2 separate regions of the Triticum aestivum genome follow, and region 1 is linked to region 2. Evidence: chromatin contacts called from public Hi-C data. All regions are on one chromosome and are shown on one strand. The core of a region is the stretch at or near the end of the contact, and the rest is flanking DNA. Distances in the headings are between cores, read along the strand shown. Region 1 holds the start of LOC123043975 (probable protein phosphatase 2C 65). Region 2 has its middle 74 kb from the start of LOC123040865.

Evidence for each region. A called contact is a pair of places that touch in the nucleus more often than the background predicts.
Region 1: a Hi-C map of leaf shows a contact between it and region 2, with 5 times the contacts expected there. The contact joins the promoter of LOC123043975 here to the enhancer-like site in region 2. A contact is called at or near these places in 3 of 5 Hi-C or Micro-C datasets (all in leaf) and 1 of 1 datasets of contacts at active chromatin or transcription factors (leaf).

The regions. Positions count from the first base shown.
Region 1 is chr2B:146,808,723-146,813,104 of IWGSC CS RefSeq v2.1, reverse strand. LOC123043975 (probable protein phosphatase 2C 65) reads right to left here and starts at 1,530. Exons shown (of 5, transcript XM_044466592.1): 1 at 447-1,530. The coding sequence starts at 1,355.
Region 2 is chr2B:146,660,109-146,664,603 of IWGSC CS RefSeq v2.1, reverse strand. No RefSeq gene overlaps it. Among protein-coding and RNA genes, the nearest start is that of LOC123040865, 74 kb to the right of the region's middle. Within about 2 kb of position 2,008, at least 3 of the 8 cell types and tissues checked have an H3K27ac peak or open chromatin away from gene starts, as enhancers often do. A contact at or near this core is called in leaf, where this site is marked.

The sequences.
Region 1 (4,382 bases), core at 281-2,780, 150 kb before region 2:
TCCAAATCCAAAGCTTTACATCAAGGCTCTAGGTTAATCGAACAAATCAACAAATATGAGTAACTGGTGTTGTAATTGAAAGTCATTCCTAATTACCAATTTACTAATTGCTGCCTACATTCACCACACTAGAAGTTGGTTCACTATCATTGGCTACTTCCAAGATCCAAAGCTTTAAATCAAGGCTCTAGTTAATCAGACATGGATCAATATAATGAGTAACTGGTGTTGTGCCTGAGAGTCATTCAAGCAAAAATGCACCCTGCTAATTACCAATTTACTACTACTACTTGCTAACCAGTTTCACCACACTAGAAGTTTACAGGCACACAGTACGAATTTCTTTCCAAGAATACTGTATACGGTAGGTAAAACACTAACTTCCAGATGGATCACCTCAGCGAACGCAAAGGGGCAAGGAAATTAAATAGGGGGGAAATCATCACCATGTCGACGACTTCCTGGCTGGAGAGGAACTCGAAGACGCCATCGCTTGCGACGACGAAGAAGAGGTGGGCCGGGGTGATCTCCACGGTCTTCACCTCAGGGTCGGCGATGACCCCGACGCCCTCGGCGGCGAGGTCGCCGAGGCTGCGCGTGAAGGCCGTGCCCGGGTAGAGCCCGTCGCGGGCCCAGACGCGAGGCGGGTCCCCCTCGTCGGCGAGCCAGCCCTCCGCGTCCGGGTCGCGCACGCCCTCCACCTGCTCGACGGACATGACCCGCGCGCCGCAGGCCTTGACGCGCGCGCGCTCGTCGGCGCGGAACGGCGTCTGGTCCCACGACAGCTCCTCGGCGGCGACGCGGCCGTCGCGCCAGACCCCGGCCACGGCGCGCGAGTCCCCGACGTTGGCCACGTGGAGCGCGCCGCCGGCCACGAGCGCGGCCACGGCGGTGGTCCCGCTCATGGAGTCGTCCACGGCCGGCGCCGCGTGCATCTCCTCGTTGACCCCAATCATCGCCGCCCGGAACGCCCCCGCGGGGTCCGTGCTGAGGAGGCTCCCGCCGGCGCCGTCGTCCTCGGCCGCGAGGAGGAGGAGGCGCGGGAGCGCGTCCCGCGCGAACCCGGAGCAGGCGGCCCCGCAGGCGCCGTGGCCGTCGAAGACCGCGAAGAGGTGGAGATCGGGGTCCCCCGCGAAGCGCGTGGCCACCAGGTACGCGTCCTGCGTCTCCCGGCCCGGGGAGTCCGGGTAGAGGCCGTCGACCGTCAGCGTGGCGTACTCCAGCGCGAGGCCCGCGCCCGGCACCGCGGCGCGGCCGAGGGTGGAGCCGCCGCGGCCGCCCGGCACGCCGCCGCCTTCCCGCCGCCCCCCGCCGTCGCCCCGCGGCAGGCAGCACTTGCCGTGCGCGCACCCCATCGCGTGGGGCTAGGGTTTGGGGGTGTGGGCGCGTGATGGACGGGGTGGGGGATGGGAGTTTGGAGGAATGGAAGGGGAGGGGAAGGATGGAGGATGGGAGAGGTTGGGTGGAATGGAATTGAATGATTCAAACGCGACTCCACACCGCGGCCACGGGAGTGTAGAAAAGTGGCGATGGCCGGCGCAAAAATGCTGGGGGTTTTCCTGTTGCCCGTAGGCCAGACTGCAAAAGGGAAGAGGGTGAGAGTGAGGCTTGTGCCACCTGGCAGCTTGTGTATCTTTGAGATTTTGTATAAATCAGCACCATACACTTGGCTTGCGGGAGTAAATGCGGTCGAAAATGGATTAGCTATGTGGCATTCCAAGAGAAACTCCAAAAACAGCTCCCTTAGCAAACCAACATGTGGTTGGATGGTTAGAAGGGCAGCGATATCCTCGGCCCACCAGGGTTAAGTCCTAGACCTAGACATAGGTGCTCGCATTTTTCTGAATTTATTCCAGGGCTTTCGGCGATGTGCGTTCAGTGGGAGAAGACGTTCTCGTCGACTATCAAGGCGTCTATGGCGACTTCGTCAATCTCAAGATAATGTCAATTTATGGCCCGTCAATCCATGACACTCGTGACGACAGCCAGCGAAGGGCGGCACGAGGCAATGAAGTGGCTGATGGCGTGAGGCGGCGGCGCTCCCGCGAGATTCTGGCATTGAGGGTAGGGCGTGGTGAGGTTTTAGGTGGTTACTGTCCCGCCAAAATTTTAGCGGGAAGAAAGAACCAATTTTACGGGATCCTCTAAAGTTATGGTCAATTTATGGAACTGTTCGGGAGGGTTTGTTGACCCAGCATCCAGTAAATGGTGATTATTTTTTAGATAGGAGCTGTTGGAGATGCCCTAAGGTGGATGGGTCTTGGGTTAGTTTTTTCAGAAGAGGGATACTATTGAAAATATACCAGGTCTGCGCATATGGTCTCTATGGAATGCCAAGCAGGACGATTCTCTAGTTAGATTTCCCGGCGGGAGGGAAATATTCACACAAACTAGTAGGTTTTTTATCGTAGGGTTCACCTCAACTTGCCAGATGGGTGAAATACAAAAACATAATCTAATATTGTGTTTGCTCCAGTAATTCAATTTTTTATTGTGCACTAGGACAATGCTCGTGCGTTGTAACGGGTTATAAATATGGATCACAATATCCGGGGAAAGTTTCATTACGAGTGCTTATATTAATGCGACTGTGTAAATAAATATTTATCAAGTTCTACCCATGATGACCTTATATTTTGATGAGAAATTTTGTAAGTCAACTAAAGTGAAATTGGTTCAGAAGGTAAGTAAATTAAGTGAAGGCGTGGTGGAAAGAAAAGTGAAACATGAAACCTTGCATTCCTTTTTAAGTAAGTAAGTATAGATAGATAGATAGATAGATAGAAAAATAGACTAGGACAATGTCGGTGCGTTCCAGCAGGATATATTCTAATCTCTACTCCTATTGGAGCAGTTGGTGAATAGTCTCCACGGTTTATTTTCGCTGATTTTTTCCCGTCTCTCTTCCCACCACCCCCTCCCATCCTGGTTCATCGGTTTATTTTTCTCTCCACTCTTTATTAAAATCAGGACTTTCCTAACATATAACAAATCACGGATCTAACTTCCTTAAATTATTCATATCAATCGATTCCTTTTATTGATTCAATTTGTCTTAGGAAACAAATAACAAAATTTTAAGAAACAAATAATAGATTTGAATCTAACTTTCCTAACTTATCTAAATCAATCGATTTCTCTCATTAGTGAAATTTGTTTTAGGAAACAAATAACATACACGTCACAAACTTTCCTCCCAATAAATAGTTTCTTAACATTTGCAAACTTTTCTAATCAGACACGTCACAAACAGGCAGGTACTGATATCATGTTACCAAACAATAAAACCTCATTTGCATAGAAATCAGTTCAAAATCCTAACTTTCCTAAATTTTTACCTTTCCTTGATAACATCCAATATTTCCTATGTTTCCCACCTATTGAAGGAAATCACCCCTCCATCGATATTAGCATTTTTTTGGAATGAGATCTCCGGGTTATGATTTTTTTTGTGATTCTTTCCAATTGTGACCTCTCCTTCCGCTCCGGCTCCTTATCGCATAATCACCTCCACCATAGTCAGCTGACGCCACCCTAGAGCTCTTGCCTCTCCACACCTTCTCCGCCACCTCCTCCTCGTACTCCATTGACAATCCCTCCGCCACGTTTGTCCACGACGGTGTCGAGGGCATGGCACAACAGCGTACCAGTGGTAGAGCAGCGCATAGCAGCAGGAAGAAGCATGCAGCAGGCGAGGCGAGCGGCCGATGGTGGGGGGCAAAGATGCGGCCGGCGTGGCTAAGGGGCGGCCGGCAGAAGATGGCCGCGACAGGAGGCGGCGCGAGGCAGGGGCGTGACAGCGGGGTGAGCGAAGGGATAGGCTGCAGCAGACGGGGCGAGCGCAGCCAGCGAGAGTGTGACGCGCGACCAGGGTGTGCGTCGCGCTGGGCACAGTGGTGCGGTGGCTGTGGCGAGCGTGATGGCAACGGCGGGCGCGACGGACGCGGTGTGGCACGTGCGTGGGCTTGGAGAGCCAGAGAGGGAGTGGCCCCGCGACGCGGAAGAAGAGCTGAAGGCTCGGGCATGTGCCACGGGGTCAATCCAAGGAGCTCAGTGGCTACCCCTGCAATGGCAATGATGGACGGCGGTTCTCGGCCACGGCGAAATACCTAACGAGAGCAAACGAGAGGGTAAACTAGGGAAAGGCAAGAGGAGATCACAGTGGTGTCAATGGCACCCTAGGGGAAGACAAGGGAGCTCGGGGCGGCGCAGATCAAACGGCAATGTCATGGTGGCCGAAGGTTGAGGAAGACGGCAACGACGTCGATCTGGGGATGTTGGACTTGATCTCGTTGGCGCAGGAGTAGCGGAGGCATTCGGAGCTCCTCGACAAGCTCCTAGCCAGCAGGGAGGACAGTGGCCGTGTGGACGGGGTCGGTCAT
Region 2 (4,495 bases), core at 759-3,258:
AAGATGATTACTTAGCATACCTAGAAGGTGCGGACAAAGGGCATGATGGAAGAAAAAGAAAGCTGGATGAAAAAAATTGATGAAGAAATATGGTGGGAGCGGAGAGAATCGGCAAATGAAACATTCAGTCGACAGGGAAAAAATAGCCTGCTTTTTAAGTAGTAGAGAGTATATTGAGAAAATCCTTGTTGAATTAATATATTGCTGGTATAATTTACCGTAAGAGTAACGTATACCCGAGTTAGCTATTTTTTAGAAAAAAACATCTGCATAGGTGCCAAGGAGTGAGAGGGTTCATATTGCCAACCGTCAGACTTTTATTCGTTTTACTAATTATTTAGAATACTCTATCCCTTATAAATCTATCTTGTTCACATTTTTCTAGGTTTATTTCAAGCTATTGGACGATGTTTATTTAATGCCAGTGATGAAGATAGGGAGACCAGCAGGGCCCTGCCCCCAAACATTATTGTGTTGAGCCTAATATGCATGTTCATTGATGAGTAATTGTTGTTAGAGTGGCGTATTCTTTTTTTTTTCAAGAAACTTCCAATCTATACATCTTCAATCATGGCAGTACAAAGAACAATAAAGTTAATACAAATTACAATCATGTTCGTGGACCACCTAGCGACGACTACAAGCACTGGACCGAGCCGAATGTGCACCGTCGTCATCGCCCCTCACCTACCGGAGCTGGGCAAACATTTGTTGTAGTTGACAGTCGGGAAGTCGTCGTGCTAAGGCCCCATAGGACCAACGCACCAGATTATCAACCAACGCCGATGAAGAAAGTCGTAGATCAAAAGCATCAAACCTGTAAACACCTAAACGAAGACGAACGAAGACCGGATCCAAATAGATCCACCGAAGACTAGCATCGACCGAATCCCGCAAGATCCAACGAAGACAAACCTTCACATGCCCTCCAAGGATGCTAGATGCACCATCGGGATGGGGATGGAGCGTGGGAGGCATTATTCCTACTAAGGGACATCGTGCCGCTACACAATGCCAACCAAGACGCTGAATCTAAAAACAACAAGAATGGGTCACTCCCAGCAGCGAGGGGCTGAGATGCTCCGCACATCCATGGCCTAGAGGCCATTGGAGATGGGACGGACCGCTGGCGGCGCCAGCGTGAGAAGAGCTTTTTTTGTGGAGGAGGAAAGAGAAAGTGGTGTGTTCTAACTAGCTGGCCCTCCCTAACAAGGATTTGCCACACTCGGCCCTTCTCGTTCTATTTCCCTGGCTCTACCGTTCGATGAGATGGAGACGTTAGTACATTACTAATGATTATGGAGGCATCTGTGATAATTTCATTAATTTTAAGATGATATGCCGGCCAGTATCTTGAAGATGTCCATAAAAATAGCTGTGCGTGGGTGCGTTTATAGGGTCCGCGTTTGCGTGTGCATGTGGGCGTCTGCATGTTCAAAAGAAGAGAAAATCGATGACAACGAAGGCGACCTAACCCTTGCGGAGAAAAAGAATAACGTGTTTCTAAATGTGACGGGACAAAACAAGTAGTACCATACCATACATTCCGGAATAGTTGATCGTGTCATAGCCTTTTCTATTCTTGGCAAGTTGGCATGCCGTCACGTGGCTACGAGGGAAGTCCCATACTCCGGTGTCACACGGTCACACCTCCGAAGCTAGTTTAGCTCTAAACAATCCAGGTGCTCCTCTGGTAACCGGCGGCTCACAATCGGCCATGTCGCGCTGCGTCGCGTCCCGAGTCCCCGCGGCCATTCACGAACCCGCCGGTCGACGCGCGCGCCCGCCCGGCAAACACTTTTTCGATGCCAACGCCGATGCACCGTCGCGATGTCCATGTCCATCCAAGAGGAAAAGAAAGAATAAATTGCGTCCGTTGTCACGGCGATGGCGCCGCCCGGCGACGTAGTTTTCGCGCAAGCTCTGGTTTCGCTTTCCAGGCCGTCCTAGGCGATCTTGTCTTCTAGGACCGGACTGGGACTGCTTCGGCGCCGTATGCAGCATAGCCCTTCTTGCAGCAGAAAGCAACGGCGTAATGCACGTACGGCGCTAACTAAAATCTAAAAGCGGAAAAGATCGGAGAAAGGTTCGTCGCTTGGCGAGTTGTGGAGGGGGAATGAGTGCCGGGCGAGTAGCGACGCGCGCTACGCTCCAACCTCGTCGAGGCCGACGGCACGGGAGCCAAGATTCCAACACGCCTTCGTTGCGTACGGTGGCTACGTTGTTCTATTCAGAGAATCCGTTCGTTGTGATAGCAAGGAACGATTCGAGAATATTACTACGTCGAATCAAACTTAACTTGTGGTTGAATGGTTTGAGGATTGTGGGTTTAAATTTTGATGCTCGCATTTATTTTTGAATTTATTGCAGGATTTCCGGCGTTGCGTGTTCAGTGGGAGGAGACGTCTCTGTCGACGACGAGGTGATTTCGTAAATTTCAAAGATGATATGTCAGATCAGTCTTTCGGAGGTGCTCATACGAATAGAGTGTGCGTGTGTGTGTTCATAGGGGTGAGTGTATGCGCGTGTATATGAGCGCTCGTCAGCTCGTGTCTGTACTAATGTTTAAAAAAGATAATATTATGTCCACGTCCATGTATTTTTACCACTACTTCTTTGCATTTGCATGTGAAAAAAATACTTCTGGGGTATACCCCTTCTCGAAAAAATACGTTGTTCTGGAGGAGTATGTGCCTTTTTTGAAAGCCAGGTCGCCGATTAGGTTATCGGGACATATTTGCAAGCACTGAACGGCGGCGCATCGACCATGCCTAGGCCTTGGCTGCAAGGCGTACTAGACCATGCACGATCAGCGTGCACGTGATCGAACTTTCTGGCGGAGCTCCGAACTGCCGACGGCTGACCGACCGATCCATGGTTCTACGCACCGCGTGTCTCATGCATTCGGCGTGATGGTTTGATCGTACCCCTCACGATCCCAGTCGATCTGTCGCCCGTCGAGTGCCCATGACACCTTGCAAGTCACTCACGCGGCTCGCGTGCGCTGGCTTGCCTAGCCGCCTCTGCCAGGGCGCGCGCGCACGGCCACGGGCATGGGCCGCTCGGTTCGGCAACGCCAGCGCGCCGCCCCGTCCCTTTCCCCTGTCACGGACGCGAGGCCGCCCGGCCGGCGACTTCAATTGCTGGGCTAGTTTCTGCGGGGAGGGAGGGTCATGTCACGCTCGTGACGAAGCACATCACGGAACCAATTCAAGGAGGATTCGGGTTGAAAAGATGGACATGGACGTGCACGTACGCTCCACACGGCACGGCACGGCTGCCATACGCTCGCATCGCGATACCCGATCACCCTCGTGCTGCGAGTCACCGCGCGCGTCCCGCTCGGAGCTTGCCGGCGCCCGCGCCCGTATGCATGGGCGACGACGAGAGTAGCCCGGCTGCCCCACAATGGGACCGTGTCCGCGGTCACAGTTGTGTTTGCCGGAGGAGAAAGTGATAGCACAAGTCTCTAACACTCTCAACACAACACACCTCGCGGGCATTGGGAAGTGACGGTCAAGGCAAAAAAGAATGCTAGACACATGGACTGCACACGGACAAGTTGTACAGACGGGCAGACCTGTCGTGTTTCAATTGGCAAAAGTTAACCTCTCCTCCTATTTAACCGCCCCCTCCCCCAATTTTAACTGGTGGGGTGGGCGCCAAGGCCCGTAAAACTCCATATTTTCCGTTGACTAGTTAATTGCCCGTGCGTTGCAAGGGACCATACATACTTTGGCGGCTCATCATCTACCGTGTCTGATATATGCCTTTAAATTCATCACACTGACACACATATACTGTTAAAAAAGAGATTCATGATGCAAATCAAGGGGTCACATGTTTTAAAAATAAGTCATATCGGTGGTCATTACAGAGAGGGAGAGTAACAATATAGAGAGTGACATTACAATGAGAGAGAGAGAGAGTAACATTTCACCCTGACACACATAGACTAATTTTGACCTGACTACAGTATAGCCTAGAAGCTTGAAAATTAAGAGAGCAATTACCGTTGACGAAGACTCAGCTACAACGGAGGGTGTTGTGCCAGCATGATTGCGTTGCGACCAACACGACAGGGCGTATCTCTGGAAGCCAAAAATTGTGGCCTGCGGCCTAGTCAACATAACATATACAGTTCAGAGCTTGTAGTGGTCGTTGGAATAAACAATGTACTCCCTCCGTCCCAAAATTTTTGTCTTAGATTTGTCTAAATATGGATGCATCAAGTCACGTTTTAGTATTAGGTACATCCGTATCTAGACAAATCTAAGACAAGAATTTTGGGACGAAGGAAGTAGTCTTCATATGCAGAGGACCCCGCTACTGTCTGGTGAGCGCACAAGGGACGCAGCCGGCGGAAGGTGGATGTTGGCGTACACATCGACACGGTCAATTAGGCAAGCTGCGCTAGCAGAGAGAGCGCCCGCGGCTCATTGACCTTGGCAGCGACGGCCTGGTCGGGAGGGCATGCCTAGAAGCACAGACATCC